Linked DNA regions of Mus musculus: regions 2, 3, 4 and 5 are each linked to region 1. Evidence: chromatin contacts called from public HiCAR-type and promoter capture Hi-C data. All regions are on one chromosome and are shown on one strand. The core of a region is the stretch at or near the end of the contact, and the rest is flanking DNA. Distances in the headings are between cores, read along the strand shown. Region 1 holds the start of Trmt61b (tRNA methyltransferase 61B). Region 2 holds the start of Ehd3 (EH-domain containing 3). Region 3 holds the start of Spast (spastin). Region 4 holds the start of Slc30a6 (solute carrier family 30 (zinc transporter), member 6). Region 5 holds the start of Birc6 (baculoviral IAP repeat-containing 6).

The links. Promoter capture Hi-C pulls out the DNA fragments that hold promoters and counts their contacts. HiCAR-type assays count read pairs that join an accessible place to other places.
Region 2: a contact with region 1 is called in a promoter capture Hi-C map of pre-B cells, with 4 times the contacts expected there. The contact joins the promoter of Ehd3 here to the promoter of Trmt61b in region 1. A contact is called at or near these places in 3 of 39 promoter capture datasets (hippocampal neurons, liver and pre-B cells) and 1 of 115 datasets of contacts at active chromatin or transcription factors (astrocytes).
Region 3: a contact with region 1 is called in a HiCAR-type map of astrocytes, with 8 times the contacts expected there. The contact joins the promoter of Spast here to the promoter of Trmt61b in region 1. A contact is called at or near these places in 1 of 39 promoter capture datasets (liver) and 2 of 115 datasets of contacts at active chromatin or transcription factors (astrocytes and large pre-B cells).
Region 4: a contact with region 1 is called in a HiCAR-type map of astrocytes, with 8 times the contacts expected there. The contact joins the promoter of Slc30a6 here to the promoter of Trmt61b in region 1. A contact is called at or near these places in 1 of 115 datasets of contacts at active chromatin or transcription factors (astrocytes) and 1 of 9 other capture datasets (liver).
Region 5: a HiCAR-type map of astrocytes shows a contact between it and region 1, with 8 times the contacts expected there. The contact joins the promoter of Birc6 here to the promoter of Trmt61b in region 1.

The regions. Positions count from the first base shown.
Region 1 is chr17:71,597,341-71,600,040 of GRCm38.p6, reverse strand. Trmt61b (tRNA methyltransferase 61B) reads left to right here and starts at 1,280. Exons shown (of 6, transcript NR_027952.1): 1 at 1,280-2,105. It overlaps n-TCgca52 (a tRNA gene), which reads right to left and starts at 770; the gene lies at 699-770.
Region 2 is chr17:73,803,433-73,806,132 of GRCm38.p6, reverse strand. Ehd3 (EH-domain containing 3) reads right to left here and starts at 1,292. Exons shown (of 6, transcript NM_020578.3): 1 at 664-1,292. The coding sequence starts at 890.
Region 3 is chr17:74,337,589-74,340,288 of GRCm38.p6, reverse strand. Spast (spastin) reads right to left here and starts at 1,302. Exons shown (of 17, transcript NM_001162870.1): 1 at 844-1,302. The coding sequence starts at 1,252.
Region 4 is chr17:74,394,250-74,396,949 of GRCm38.p6, reverse strand. Slc30a6 (solute carrier family 30 (zinc transporter), member 6) reads right to left here and starts at 1,342. Exons shown (of 14, transcript NM_144798.6): 1 at 1,282-1,342. The coding sequence starts at 1,284.
Region 5 is chr17:74,526,961-74,529,660 of GRCm38.p6, reverse strand. Birc6 (baculoviral IAP repeat-containing 6) reads right to left here and starts at 1,366. Exons shown (of 73, transcript NM_007566.3): 1 at 860-1,366. The coding sequence starts at 1,193. Gm31645 (a long non-coding RNA gene) reads left to right here and starts at 1,461. Exons shown (of 3, transcript XR_385765.4): 1 at 1,461-2,028.

The DNA of each region.
Region 1 (2,700 bases), core at 31-2,530:
TAGTCTTTAGAAAGGTGTATGGTACCATCAACAAGAGCTGCTGAACGTGGTCAACCTAGTTAGAAATCCCACCATCCCATTTCTCAGCTACCTTGTCAGGGGACTTGCTGACGTCGTTTAATCTTCTTTGTATAGTAGGTCATAAATACTGATTTCTAACTGAATTGCAAATTTTCAATATATGTGCATGGTACTGTCTGATTCTCAATAAACTTATAGGCAGGCTAATGATATTTAACTTTGAGTGCAAAAGGTAACTTCAGTTTTTTTGTTTGTTTGTTTTTGGTTTTTTGAGACAGATGTGCTGTTGTACAAATTTTATTTGTTTTTTGAGACAGGGTTTCTCTGTGTAGCCCTGGCTACCTGAAGCTCACTCTGTAGACCAGGCTGGCTTCGAATTCAGAAATTCGCCTGCCTCTGCCTCCCGAGTGCTGGGATTAAAGGCATGCGCCACCACACCCGGCTAACTTCAATTTTAGGAAGTGTTTATTGCTGGGCAGTGGTGGCGCACAGGAAAAGAAGTGTTTATTTGGGTAGGCGGGGTGGTTAAAACAGTTGTGTTGATTTTTTTTTTTTTTTTTTTCCTGTTTATTTTGTAGCTTAGCCATCGGATAGTCTCTGGCTATCCTGTAACCCACTATGTAAATTAGGTTGGTTCTGCCTCCCAAGTGCTGGAATGTGCCACCAAAATTATAGGAAGGGGGCACCTGGATTTGAACCAGGGACCTCTTGATCTGCAGTCAAATGCTCTACCACTGAGCTATACCCCCGGTGGCTACTGCCACCTTACTCTACCTTTGTGAACACTCTAGACCTCGGGCTGAGGCTGACCAGAGAGTCCCTAGCCATTCGAAATAGACCTCCCAGTTATGAGCAAGGTGTGCGGGTCAGCAAGCAGTGCGTCCTATGACGCCTGACCAACGATTTTTCTGGGCTAGATGACTTTGGACTCTTGGGGATGATGGGTGACGGTCCTGTCCACCACCACTAGTGACTTAAACCTGGTTAAGACTGTCCAGGTTCCACGTCTAGTCTTCCCGGGTCTTCCTGTCCCTGGGCGGCTAGCGGAGATTGGTGAGCAGTAAGTAAACTCTGTGCTTTTGCCACTCGCGGAAAGCCAGGATTTTAGCCCGGAGGCCAACGAGCCCTAAGCTCGGGCCACCGCATGTGCTGGACGCCAAGGCGGTGACGCACTCTGTCGGCGACGCGGGGGAGCCCACAGCCTGCACTACCCCAAAACCGGGCAAAGGGCACGGCGGTGGCTACGTCACACGTGTGCGACAGCACCTGCTCCGGACGTCAGGCTCTCTAAGGACGACGTGGTTCTTCCTTGTGAGGTTGAGGCGCCCGAGAGGCGATCAGAGCTCAGAGCCGATTCATTCCTGCTTGACTTTGGGTCGGTGCCTCGTGAGCGAGCTCATTTCCCGGGGTTGCGGGTCCTTGCCTGGGGACACGCGAGTTGGAGAGCGCGTGCACCGGTCGTTCCCTTCCCGTGCTGCCCGCGTCCGGATCGTCGGGACCCGGTTGTCTCTAGTATGTGGAAAGGCTCGGGCTGGGAACTTCGAGGGAGGAGTTACCCCCTCGAGATCCGGAGGACCAGAGCGGAGAGCAGGGCCACTGAGACCCTACAGGATATGACTCCGAGGATCGCGTGCTGGACACGAGTGGCTACCGAGCCCGGAGAGCTTCGCGCTGCCTCCTCCTGGTCCCTTTCCAGAGGACTCTTTTCAGTCGGGGATGCTTATTAAAGCTCTGGCGGGAAAGAGAGAATCACAATTAAAGAAATTAGTCCTACTCTGCAACGTCGGACACTTTAATAGTAACTGGGGAGCGATTGCGTTCAGGGAGATCGAGGACAAGTATCCTGGCCAGATCCTGACATGTTTTCCCGGTAAGAGTTCTCTGCGGAGGCCACCTTTGGAGGACTCTGTATATTGATGGAAGAGGGAACGCCGGAACCTATCCCAAAAGTATTGTCATGGGAATTAGGTGTGTGTGGGTTCCAGGAAGGGCGAGGACGGACGGCGCACTACCACAGTCCGATGAATGTTCTCATCACCGACCTTTGGAGTTTTTCAGCATGTTGGATTTTTAAACATGTTCAGGTACTGATAATTTTAGAAGGAAACAGAATTTACATTTGATATTTGCCACTCCCTTATCTAAAATGAAGATTATGCCAGTTTACTAGCAGAATGGTATGGACTCGCTAAACAGAGACGTACCTGTTTGTTCCCCACAGCTCTGAAGCGTATGGGTATTGATCTTAGGATGTTGAACTGTTTGGGGGTACATTTTGTAGTACCATTGTAATAATACCATATTTTTTTGTTTTTAATATTTGGGGAGTGGGCCCTGAATGAGAACTTGCAAACAGTGTGGAGGTCAGAGGGTAACTCTCCCAGAGTCTCTTCTGCCACCTGGGATCCTGGAATAAATTCGGGTTACCAGGCTTGCCTTCGTGTCTACTGGCTGAGCCATCTCGCAGGCCCTGTGGCAGTATTTTAATAATGATACTTAATAAGGAATGTTACTGGAAATCCATTATCGCATACATATTTGTATTAGGGTTAGGGATGTAACTTAGTAGTAGAAGGCTTGCCTAGACTGCACCAAAAGCCCTGCATTCCTTTCCTCAGGGAGCGGCACATAAATGGCTATTCACCTCAGTTAGGACACCAACAGACCATTCCATCCAAG
Region 2 (2,700 bases), core at 43-2,542, 2.2 Mb before region 1:
CGAGGGCTGCTTCCATCTTGTGCAGCTCTAAACCATCACGTATCCTCCCATCACCTCTGCTATCTCACCTGCAAAGTCAAGGGCCAGATGAGGCATCTTAGTATCTCCTCTACTTCTGTAAGCTGCTTTATTATTATTATTATTATTATTATTATTATTATTATTATTATTATTATTGAACTATTAAGTTCAAAGAAGAAACTTATTAAAAGTATTCTGCTTCTCTAAGAGACAGCCCTAAAAGCACTGTCAGAGAGAAGGAAAAACGGTAAAAGAATAAATGACCCCAGGGTCTCCAGTTCACCCCCATCCCCAGGCCCGCGACCATGAGAACAACTCGGCTGCAAAGGTAAGGCTCCCCGGGATAATCCCAAGCCCTTCACGAGATAAGAGATTCTAGTCAAAAGGAGGGTTACGGTATCCCCACCTTCATTAGGAGTCTGGTTCCTTCTGTGCCTCAGTTTCAGTGCCCAGATCAGACAACAGGGATGACTCTTAATAAAATGACCAGGGCTAAGAACTGAGGAGGGACATCATATAGGAATCAATGGGGGACTCGGTAGTAGGATCAACTTTTGAGGCCTCCCACAGGGATTTCTTCAGAGCCCTTAATGGAAGACTTTCCACGTCACCCGGAAGGCTCAGCACCCAGATGAGGCTCACCTGATGAAGGTGGTCTTGCCGGTAGAGTACTGGCCCACCAACAGGACCATGGGCTTGTTGTCGAAATCAGCATCTTCCAGGGCGGGCGAGTGGAACTCGTGGAAGCGGTAATACTCTTCCAGAGGCAGCAGCTTGGTCTTGTAGAGTTTTTTGAGTCCATCGCTCACCGTCTGGAAGACCTCAGGGTCCTTCTTGCGGCGATCATCGTTACCCAGCCAACTGAACATTGTGACAGCTGGGAGGAAGCTCCCGGGAGTGGCACCCGCCTAGCTCGAACAACGCCGCCACTACTGCCTTACCAGAGCTCGGGGCTCAGACGCACCATGGCCCGGGCTGCCCCAGCTGCTGGATTCAGTCCAGTCCCAGGTTCATCCACAGCCCGGTTGGAGAGAAGGATGCTGTGGATTGTGTCAAGAGAACTGCAACCTTGGAAATTAAAGACAAACCTGCCGGGAAGCCGAAGCCTGAGTTCCAGGTCTCCCCAGATAGATGACTAAAGGATGCTCGAGCTCCGCTACTGCGGAGCCCAGGCTGCGCCGGGTAGGCAGCGGCTCACACAGCTCCGCATCCGCAGCAGCATCCCGCCGCCCCCGGCGCGCGTTTAAATGCCAGACGTGCAGGAAGTCCCCGAGAACTGGCAAAACCCGGCCAGCTCCACGGTCAGGGCGACGCGAAGCCAAGGAGGGCGCCGCCATGTCTATGGGCAGGCGCTCTGCGGCCGCGCGGACTCTATCTGCAAAAAGCTGCTGCCAGAGTCCTGTGGGAAAGCGCAGGCATTTCTTTCCCAGCCCTGGGGATTTGACTTGGGAGCAGCGCCCTCTCAAGGACGGAGACTAAGACAGCCTTGACCTACTCTACCGTTTTGAGACTCAGTTCCTTTGGTTACTGAGGTCAGTTCCCTGGGGATACTAATATTGGGACCCATTTGGGGAAAATTCTACTGTATTTTCCTTGGGGCATGGAAAGAAGGTGCCCCTGACAAGTGACATAAAATAACCAAAAAATCAGTAACTTATCTTTTCACCAGGCCTGAGGTGAAGTGAAAAACAAACAACAAACAAAAACGGCTTTCCTCTTTCTCTCCTCCCCCTCTCTCCCACTCAATACGGTAGGTAAAACCAGCAAAACACACACAGGCAGGGAGTGCTAAGGGGCAGCGACCTAATTTGACACAACTACATACAAAGCTGAGTCTTTGAGGAGCCTTTTAGGAGATGTAGCAGGGTAGAATTACAACAGACACGAAAAGAGGCAGGCAAATTTCTGAGTTTGAGGCCAGCCTGGTCTACAAAGCGAGTTCCAGGATAGCCAGGGCTACACAGAGAAACCCTGTCTCAAAAAAAAAAAAAAATTAAATTAAATAAAAATAAGAATAAAAAAAAAAGCAAGCAAGCAAGCAGAACCATCTTTTGCTTTTTTCGTGGTCAATTTGAAGGCATTACAGGAAACATGGCTGTGAGATGTCTCTTCAAGGATGAGCTGAGAGAAGACTGGAAGGCATTTGAGGTCACATAAAAAGCCTTCTTAAAAACAATCCAGAGCAGTGTAAAGATTTTGGCAGAGCTACATCCAAAATGGTAGATCGTGAAATGTATGATGGGAACAGGCATGGAAGAATGTGCACACCAAGATAGGAGCCAAACAAGAAATGGGAAACCCATAAGAATATCATTACCAATAATTGCTATGTAACAAAATGCTCACCAAGCACAGGGGTTGCTGAGATCTCAGGAAGCAACATTGTAGCGCCCCTCTGAGGAAGATCGTGCCATTGCCAGCAATGCCAAGAACAGTGATGAGACATTGGCCAGATGTGGCAAAGGGTGGGGCAGCAACAAGGAACAAAGTCAATGACAGTTCTAGAAGGATTCTAACCAGTGAGGTGGCAAGCCTTTCCTCTCTCCTAAGGCAGAGGGCTCCCACTGCCCTCCCTTCCACCAACAAGATAAGGAGCTAATGGACTAGGTCGAGCTGGGGAGTCTGGGAGCATCGTCTGGAGGGGTGGAGGCTGGGAAACTGCAGAACATCAGGGAACAG
Region 3 (2,700 bases), core at 53-2,552, 2.7 Mb before region 1:
GAATTATTGTGAGGATCAAAGACACATGCAAAATGAATTGACAATGCCTGCCACACAGAAAGGCGAAGAAAAGATGTTGCTTGAAGGAAACCTGAAGTATGCAGTATTCCTGCCTTCACTGCGAGGCAGGAGCGTTTGTTTTATCTTCTATGGTAGAATGATATATGCCTGTTTACCCAACTCATTCATTTAATATTTTTAACATTAAAATTTAGAAACTCGAGAGTGCCTTGGAATAAAATAAAAATAACAAAATAGTAAAAACTAAAGCAACTAGCGGTTGAAATACAGCTCAATAAAAAAGAAATCTTCAAGACTCACTATATTGGTAAAAATAATTCATGAAACTTCAGAATATGGCAAATCCGGCTCTAAGTATAAGGAGCTACTACTCCTTTCAAATCCAAGTCAACCCCCCCCTTTTTTTTTTCCTCTCCAAACACTACAGAACCCTTCTCAATGAAGTTTATACACAGCTGTTTCGATACCAAAACCTTTTGGAAGCCCAGCTCAGAGAAAGCAACACTGTTTACAGTGTTAGAAAGAATCCCGTGTGGTCGGTCACTCTAGGCCAACTGTCACTGTCACCAGCACGCCTGGGTGTCTCACGGGGACTTGGGTCATGCACAAGTGTGGGGGTGCTGAAACAAAGTCGAGTCAGGGCGCCCTGAAAGGGGTGAGGATCAACTAACTAGGCGTCGCACAGCAGGATCTGGCCTGTGGGGACTCGGACTCCCGAGGCAGATCAACTCCGGGGGTGCAGGAAAGGGACGCAAGTGGCGTCCTCCCAGGGCCGCCCGCCCCGGCCAGCCCGCCGGCCTCCCTCCAGCCCCCCAGTAGTACCTTTCTCTTCCTCGTCGATGCGCAGGGCAATGGAGATGTACTCGAAGGCCTGCTTGTGGAAGACGCGGACGCTCTCGGCCTCGCCACCCGGTCCGGGCTCTGGGGGCGAGGGCGAGGCGGGCGCCGGCGCGGTCCCGGAGCTCCTCTTGGCGGCCATGAGGGCGCGGGAGAAGCGCTGGCAGAGCCACGCGAAGAGGAGCCCCAGGTGGCAGGCCAGCAGGCGCAGCAGGGCGAAGCCGACGACCAGCGGGGACGAGAAAGAAGACGGGTTCCGCTTAGGCGGCGAGCCGGCCGCAGGGGCCGGGCCGGCGGCAGGGGCGGGGACCGCGGCGGGGGGCGGAGGCCTGGCGGGCGCCGGGCTCGCGCCGCCCGAGCCTTTCTTCTTCCGTCGTCCGGCCGGAGAACTCATTCACAGCTCCCACTGCCGCCGCCGCCATAACCCGCTTCCCGCAGACCGACGGCGACCAAGCGGCGGCGGCGGCGGCCACTGCCACTGCGGCGGCGGGGGCCCACGGAGCCGCTCGCGCGCCAGCCGGAGCCCGGGAGCCTGGCACCTGCACGCGCCGCTCGCCGGCCCCGCCCCTCGCTCCTCAGCTGCCCAGGAGCACAACCCCGTCTCCTCCTCCTCCTCCTCCTCCTCCCGCCGCGGCCGGTGGCTCCTGCCCCTCCTTTCCTTCTGTCCCCTGGGCCGCTGGCACCTCGCTGCGGCGGCCGGGCACGCGCACGTCCTCGGTGAATGGCTCTGGTGCGCGCGCGTACGCCGCCGTCTTTGTTGACCTGGGAGCTTGTGCGCATGTGCGGCATCCTCCTACCCCCCACGCCCCTGCTATGCCCCTTTCTCTGGGAACCTCAGTTCTGTAGGCGCGGTTCGGCTTGCGATGGTCCCAGGGGTTCGTCGCTCCGCAGGTTCTTCGACTTTTGAAGAATCGGAATAGGGAGCTTTGATAATAAATTTTTAAATGGGGGTTAACAGCGTTTGAGTGGCTTTACTAGTGCTCAGGTCTGCTGTCTCGCAGTGCGGTTGTTTGCCTTTGTGTGAGATGCTGACCTCCAACTCCTCTTGTAGCTGAGGAAGGAGGCCTTCAACTCCTGATCTTTCTGCCTCCGTCTCCCCAAAACTAGGATTACAGGTGTGCATCATCACTCCTATTGCTTTATATATCTTTGTTTTCTGCTGGTTGAGCCAATAGGTCTTTTGCAAAGGATGGCTGATCTGAGTTTCGTATCAGAGGCAGTGTGTAGCAATTTGGGTATGTTAGCTGAGAGGGAAACAAGTTGCAGAGACAAAGTTCAAGACATCCTAAAGGGAAAACTTTATTACCACGAGGACCACGAACCCTACTTTCAACTAACCTATTACACGTTTGTGTTATCTCAGGATTAGTTATGTGAATGCAGTCATTCTTGGGTTTTGCCTAGTTACCATACTTGGTAGAATCCATACTATCTGTGTGTGCACGTGGATGTGTGTATATGTCTTCACCATTTCTTCCTTTGGTAGACTATCTATCTACTCAATATTTCCCATATTCTAATGATCAGCAGTTGTTCTACAGATCCTGGATCACATAGAGGAAAACAAACCGTGGGCCAGTCAGACTCCTGCGAACTGGCATCTGGAAATAGAAGTTAGTTGAAATCAAAAGCTCTAAGAGCCAGTCGATGCCATCTGTATTCCCAGAGTTTTTGGATTCCTAGACTATATTGCCTATCCAATAAACTATTCAGTCTTTCCTCTTTCTCCCTCCCTCGCCCATCCCCCTCCCCTCATCCCTGTCTTTAAAAACAAACAAACAAAACCACCCCCTCTCATTTCAGTTTGCCACAATTATTTCTTGTTGCCTAAATGAGTGACTA
Region 4 (2,700 bases), core at 93-2,592, 2.8 Mb before region 1:
CAAATCAAGAGTATTCACTGCTCTTACAAAGGACACAAGTTCAGTTCCCTGTGCCCACACGGCACTCACAGTTGTCTGTAACTCCACTCCCAGGAGATTCAACACCCTCATTTTACTTCCCCGGGCACCAGACACGTACTTTGTGCACCAAGAAACAGGCAGACAAACATCCATACACAAAATTTAAAAAAAAAAAAAAATCTGGGAACCAGAGAGATGGCTCAGTACTTGAGAACACAGGCTGTTCTTCCAGAGGACCTAAGCTTGACTCCTAGCATCCACATCTGCTCACAGCTCCCTGTAACTCCAGCTCCAGGGATCTAATGTCTCTGGCTTTCTCCCACAGCTGCACCCACGTGCACATAACCACACAATTTAAAAGAATACGGTGAATTCTTTTACAGATCTTCATTAGACATTTTAATATATAATATTTTAATGTTTTGGTTTTTCGTTTTTTTCGAGACAGGGTTTCTCTGTATAGCCCTGGCTGTCCTGGAACTCACTTTGTAGACCAGGCTGGCCTCCAAAGAAGGAAACTTTATGGTGGCAACAGTAAGAACACAAATATGTCATTGTCGTATGTAAGTTACCAGTAAGGGCTCAATGAGTTTTTGTGATCGTTTCAAAGGGCGGTCAGCACTCTGACATCTGAAAACGCAACCACCCGTTCACCTTTACAGAATACTGAGATAATTATGTTTGACTTACGCGTTTTGTTGTTTGGTTTTAGATTATGGGGTTTTTTTGTTTTTTTTTTTCGGGTCAGAGTCTCTATTTAACTCAGGGTGAACTTCGAAGTGCAATCCTCCTGCCTCAGTTTCCTGAGTTGTAGGCCAAAGGCATGTGCCAAAACACTCAGCTTAATAATTAACTCAATAATTTTTAGGAAAAACCTGACATTCCAACAACCATAGCGTATACTAGAACCTTTCCCGAGCTGCTCCACTAACCCTTTCTGTAGCCGCTGCTCAGTGCCGAGCTATTCAAACACTGAAAAGCAAACGAGTGAACACGCCCTAGAAAGCCCCACGCAAGCCTCAAGTCGCTGATGGCGTTCACTTGTTCTCAGAGGAAGCTTTAATTTTAACATTAGGCAAATCTGGCATTTCCCAGCTGTAGAGGCACAGAGCAGGAACCCTTCAAGAACCCGAGCGCTGGGAACCCCAGCGCAGGCCCGACCACGCGGTTCCGAGCAGCTGCGGTACAGCAGGGCGCTCGAGCGAGGAAGCAGGAGGGAAACATCCCGCAAGAATCCCGCACACCCCACGGCCAACTCACCATGGTAAGGAGCCGTACAGCTCCCGCCGGAAGACGCTCTGAGAAGTCGCATTTCTCAAGCGGAAGGGGCGGGCCTTCAGAATCCGATTGGTTGCAGGGCGAGGGGGCGGGACTGCGCATGTACCCTAGGTCGCCGTCTTTTTGTTCTCCGCCGCCTGGGAAGTGGGCGGATTAGAGCTGCTCTGGGCGGGGCTGCTCGCCCAGGGAAAGGGTGGGCATTTATCACCTTGGGAGGAACTTTGAGGTCTGTTCAAAGTCTTCTACCAGAGTGTGAGTTTATTACAGTTTATACTCCTGTTTTAAAAATGAAGAAGCAGGAACATTAAGAAATGTCACAGTAAGGCCGGGCAAGTCTCGCTGATTTCGAGGTCAGGCTCCTCGAGGTAGACTCAGCCTATGTTAAAAATACATTTATCAAATTCCCAACTGTTTCATTAAAAATAATGTCGCAGAAAACGCTTGGCTTAAGAACACAAGGATTCGAGTTAAATCACAAGAACCTACGCCGTCACGATGGCCACACCTGTTTGATCTCAGCACTCAGGAAAGCAGAGGCAGGCATATCCTTAGTGACTCGATTTCAAAAACCCAGGTGAACGTCAACCTTAAGTATAAGGTTGTTCTCTGGCCTCCACGAGCACTTTACTGGTGCACGTCACCGGTCAGGGTGCAGCATCGCCTGCGTACTATTCTAACGCTGGAGGCTGAGGCAGGAAGACTACACTACACAGCAAAACTGTCTCAAAACCAAAACGAACGAGTGAGTGAGTGAGTGAGTGAGTGAGTGAGTGAGTGAATGAATGAATGAATGAATGAATGAAAAGAGGTGATGGCTTTTCCTGACTCCAGTCATCCAAGTGGCTACTGCAGTTTAAGAGGATCTGACACCACCACCAGGTGGTAGAGCCCTTAGGCATGACACACAAGGGTTCAATTGCCTAAACTGGGTGCAAACCTGTAACCCTATAGATTTGGTAGCTGAGGTAGAAATATTCAGTTCAAGCATACTTGGGGTTTAGAGTAGGTCACTGTCAGCCTCCCCAGTTAGTGAGAGCATCTCAAATTTAAGGAAAAAATAAGCACTTGTAGCTGGAGTCCACTGTTTTGTATATGGTGCCTGTCTTGGGAAGCTGTGGCAGGACACTGAATTCAAGTCACACTTCACTACGTAAAGTACCAAAAAGACAGAACAATAAGAGAGGGATTTCTTAGGGAGAATACTTTCGGGGGTGGGGGGTGGGGGAGAAGGAAGGGTGAGACAAGGACTAAAATTTATTATATACCAGGAAACTGTCCAAGAATAAAATATTTTTAAAAATCTGAAGCATGCCTTAAGTCTTATATGTTTCATAAGCTAGTGTGGAACTCAGAATAGCTGACTTTGAACTGAAAATACTTGGCTTTATCCCATAACAGAGT
Region 5 (2,700 bases), core at 117-2,616, 2.9 Mb before region 1:
CTCCACCACCCAAGTGCTCTCCTTCCAAGGTGGAGGAGACCCAGACATACTTACAACTACCAATCTCTAGCTCTCTATGCTAAAACAAGTTGAAAGGGCTTGAAGTTCCACCTAATTACAAGGGGCCTAGGCTTCTTGACACTGGAAGGAGGGAGCACTCAGAGCTAGAGGACCGATACTAACCTTTTTTTTTTCTTTTTTTTTTTTTTTTTTTTTTTTGCACTCTGCGAGTCCCATAGTCCAGCAAGCACAGTTCAGGCAGCTGGCCTTCCCTCTCCTACTGACCTCCCCATCCCAGTGCCCACTCCAGCCCGCCCCCTGTGCGAAAGCGCAACCCTCGGAGGTCCCCGCACCTACAGGACCAGACGACAACCGGCGGGCCGCTACTCGCCGGGAAAAGAGGGCAAGACAGCCGGCTTGGACGCTTCCCGCCCCTTGCCTCCGGCCACCCATCTCTCCCGCCACCGCCAAGACTGCCAGCCCTTCCCTCTGGTCCAGCCCGGAGCTAGCCCAAAATCTCGTCCAAGAGGCCAGCGAGGGCCCGGTCCTCACCAGCACCGACCTCCAAGGCCTCCACATCTCTCCCACAGGACCAGGCCGGTTCAGATGCAAAAGGCCCGAAAAGCAACTCGCAGCGCACCCCGCCAAACCGAGTTCCCGTCCCCAAAAGCTGCTGCTTTCCGAGTCCGAAGGTCCTCGGCCGTAGCTTCCGGGCCTCTCCGACCCTCCCGCTCCACGCTGTCCCTCCGAGGCCGATCCCGATCCCGGAGGCTGGGAGGCTTCCTCCACCAGCATCCCCACAACCCGTCTCCGCCCGCGGCCGGCCCAGCCCAGCCCCCGCCCGGCGTGCCGCGCTCACCGCTGAGCGCCGAGGCCTGAAGGGTGGCCCCGGACGTGCCGTCGATGACTTTGATGGTCCCGCGGCTGGTGACGGCCAGGATGGCGTTAAGCGCCGGGTGGTAGGAGAGGCTGTGCAGCCCGTCGGCGTCGCAGCGCATGCAGCCATCCCGCAGCACCAGCCACTCGGAGACCCCGGCCGCCCCCGCCCCTGCCGCCGCCGCCGCGGAGGAGCAGCTCGGGCCCGAGGCCTCCGCAGCCGCAGCCGCCATCTTCCGGCCTGCGCTCAGCACAATCACACTGGGAAGCCGCTCAGTGACAGTCCCGGGAGGTGCAGCACCACAGCCAGTCACCATCCGGGGCCAGGGGGCAAAGCGGAGCGCGTTAGCCGGAAGTGAAGTCAAGCGCCTGCACGCACAGGGAACGTCGCCCGCCAGGCCGGCCAGGCCAAGCGAGCTCGCAGGCTGGCGGGGGAGGGGAGAGAGGGCCGCACCAAAGGAGGGGCCGGAGCCCAGGGGGTGGAGCATGCGCGGGAGTGCCGATCTAGCCAGAGCAGAGGGAAGCTAATAAGGAACTTCCGAAGGCACAGAAAAGGCGGGGCAGGGGCGGGACCTGGCCTAGTAAGCATGCGCAGAAGAGCTCCCAGGGCCCGGTAGGCGGGCCTCAGAAGAAGAAGGGGGCGGGGCTGAAACTTTTTTTTTTCAAGCGCGGAGCATGCGTGGTAGGACTAGGCGCGTGCCACGCGCTGCTGCTCCAGCCAGCCCTGCGTCCTCAACGTCCCAGTTTCTTCCTTCGAGCCCCGGGAGTGGTATCGGCGGGAGTTCCGCCCTGCGCGTGGCAGGGAGGGTGGTGCTGGGCCCTGTGCATTTCCGCTAGGCAAACCCGAGCCCGCGCGACTTGTCTGGTACGCCCAGAGGCCCCTTCGTGGCCAGGGCGGCTGATTCCCAGCGGTTCCCAGCACGGGGCAGAGGAGGAGGGCGTTGCGGGGTGGAGGCGAGATCCGGAAGTAGGCCTCTATCATTGCACACTCTGACAAGCCTCTTCATTGGAACTGAACCTGATTTTTTTTTTACGACGCCTGCCCTAGTTTCAGATTTTTTTTACACTTGATCTTAGAAGACTGAGAAGCGATAGTTCCAAATCTTTTAATAAACAGACATGCTCATTAATGAGGTGCTGGACACATTACAGGTCAGCCTAGTGTAGCTCATTGCAAAGGATTTACATGATTTTTGGTGGGGTGTTGTGGATTGCCCTGGGGCTAATTATATTTGATGTCAATTCTGTTCTCCTGTGAGGAGTTGTGAACAAGGAATGAGTCAGCACTTAGGTGATTTCTTGTAAACCTTCCCACCTTAATTTGTAAAATAAAGGAAAGCTGATGATTGGGCAGAGAAAGGGAAAGTGGAGTGGAAAGAAAGGAAGGAGGTTTGAGACAGAGAAGGCAGAGGAGGAGGAAGAAGAAAAGCAGAACAGAAGAACATGGCCTGGAGAAAACGCAAGTTCTAAGTGGTCTCATAGATGTGGAAGATGGTAGTGTAGTGGTTGTAGATCTGCCCAATCTAGGCGCACAGCATGTATTCATACTAATTGTGTCGTGTTTTCATTGCCAGAGCATAATTGGGTTGGAGAGATTTGCTGTAACAGTGGAGTATCCTCCTTCGTTAGATTTGAAAGAACATCTTTCTTAAACTTTATGTTGAAACAGTTACTTGTCAGTCAGTCACTTGTAGTTACAGTGTAGCGGTGCCTGGGTGTGGTCTCGCATACCTAGAATCCCAGTCTGAAACAGTAATGCTAAGAATTCTGGGCAAGCCTGCGCTATTTAACAAGATCCTTTCCAAAAAAAAAAAACTTGAGGCA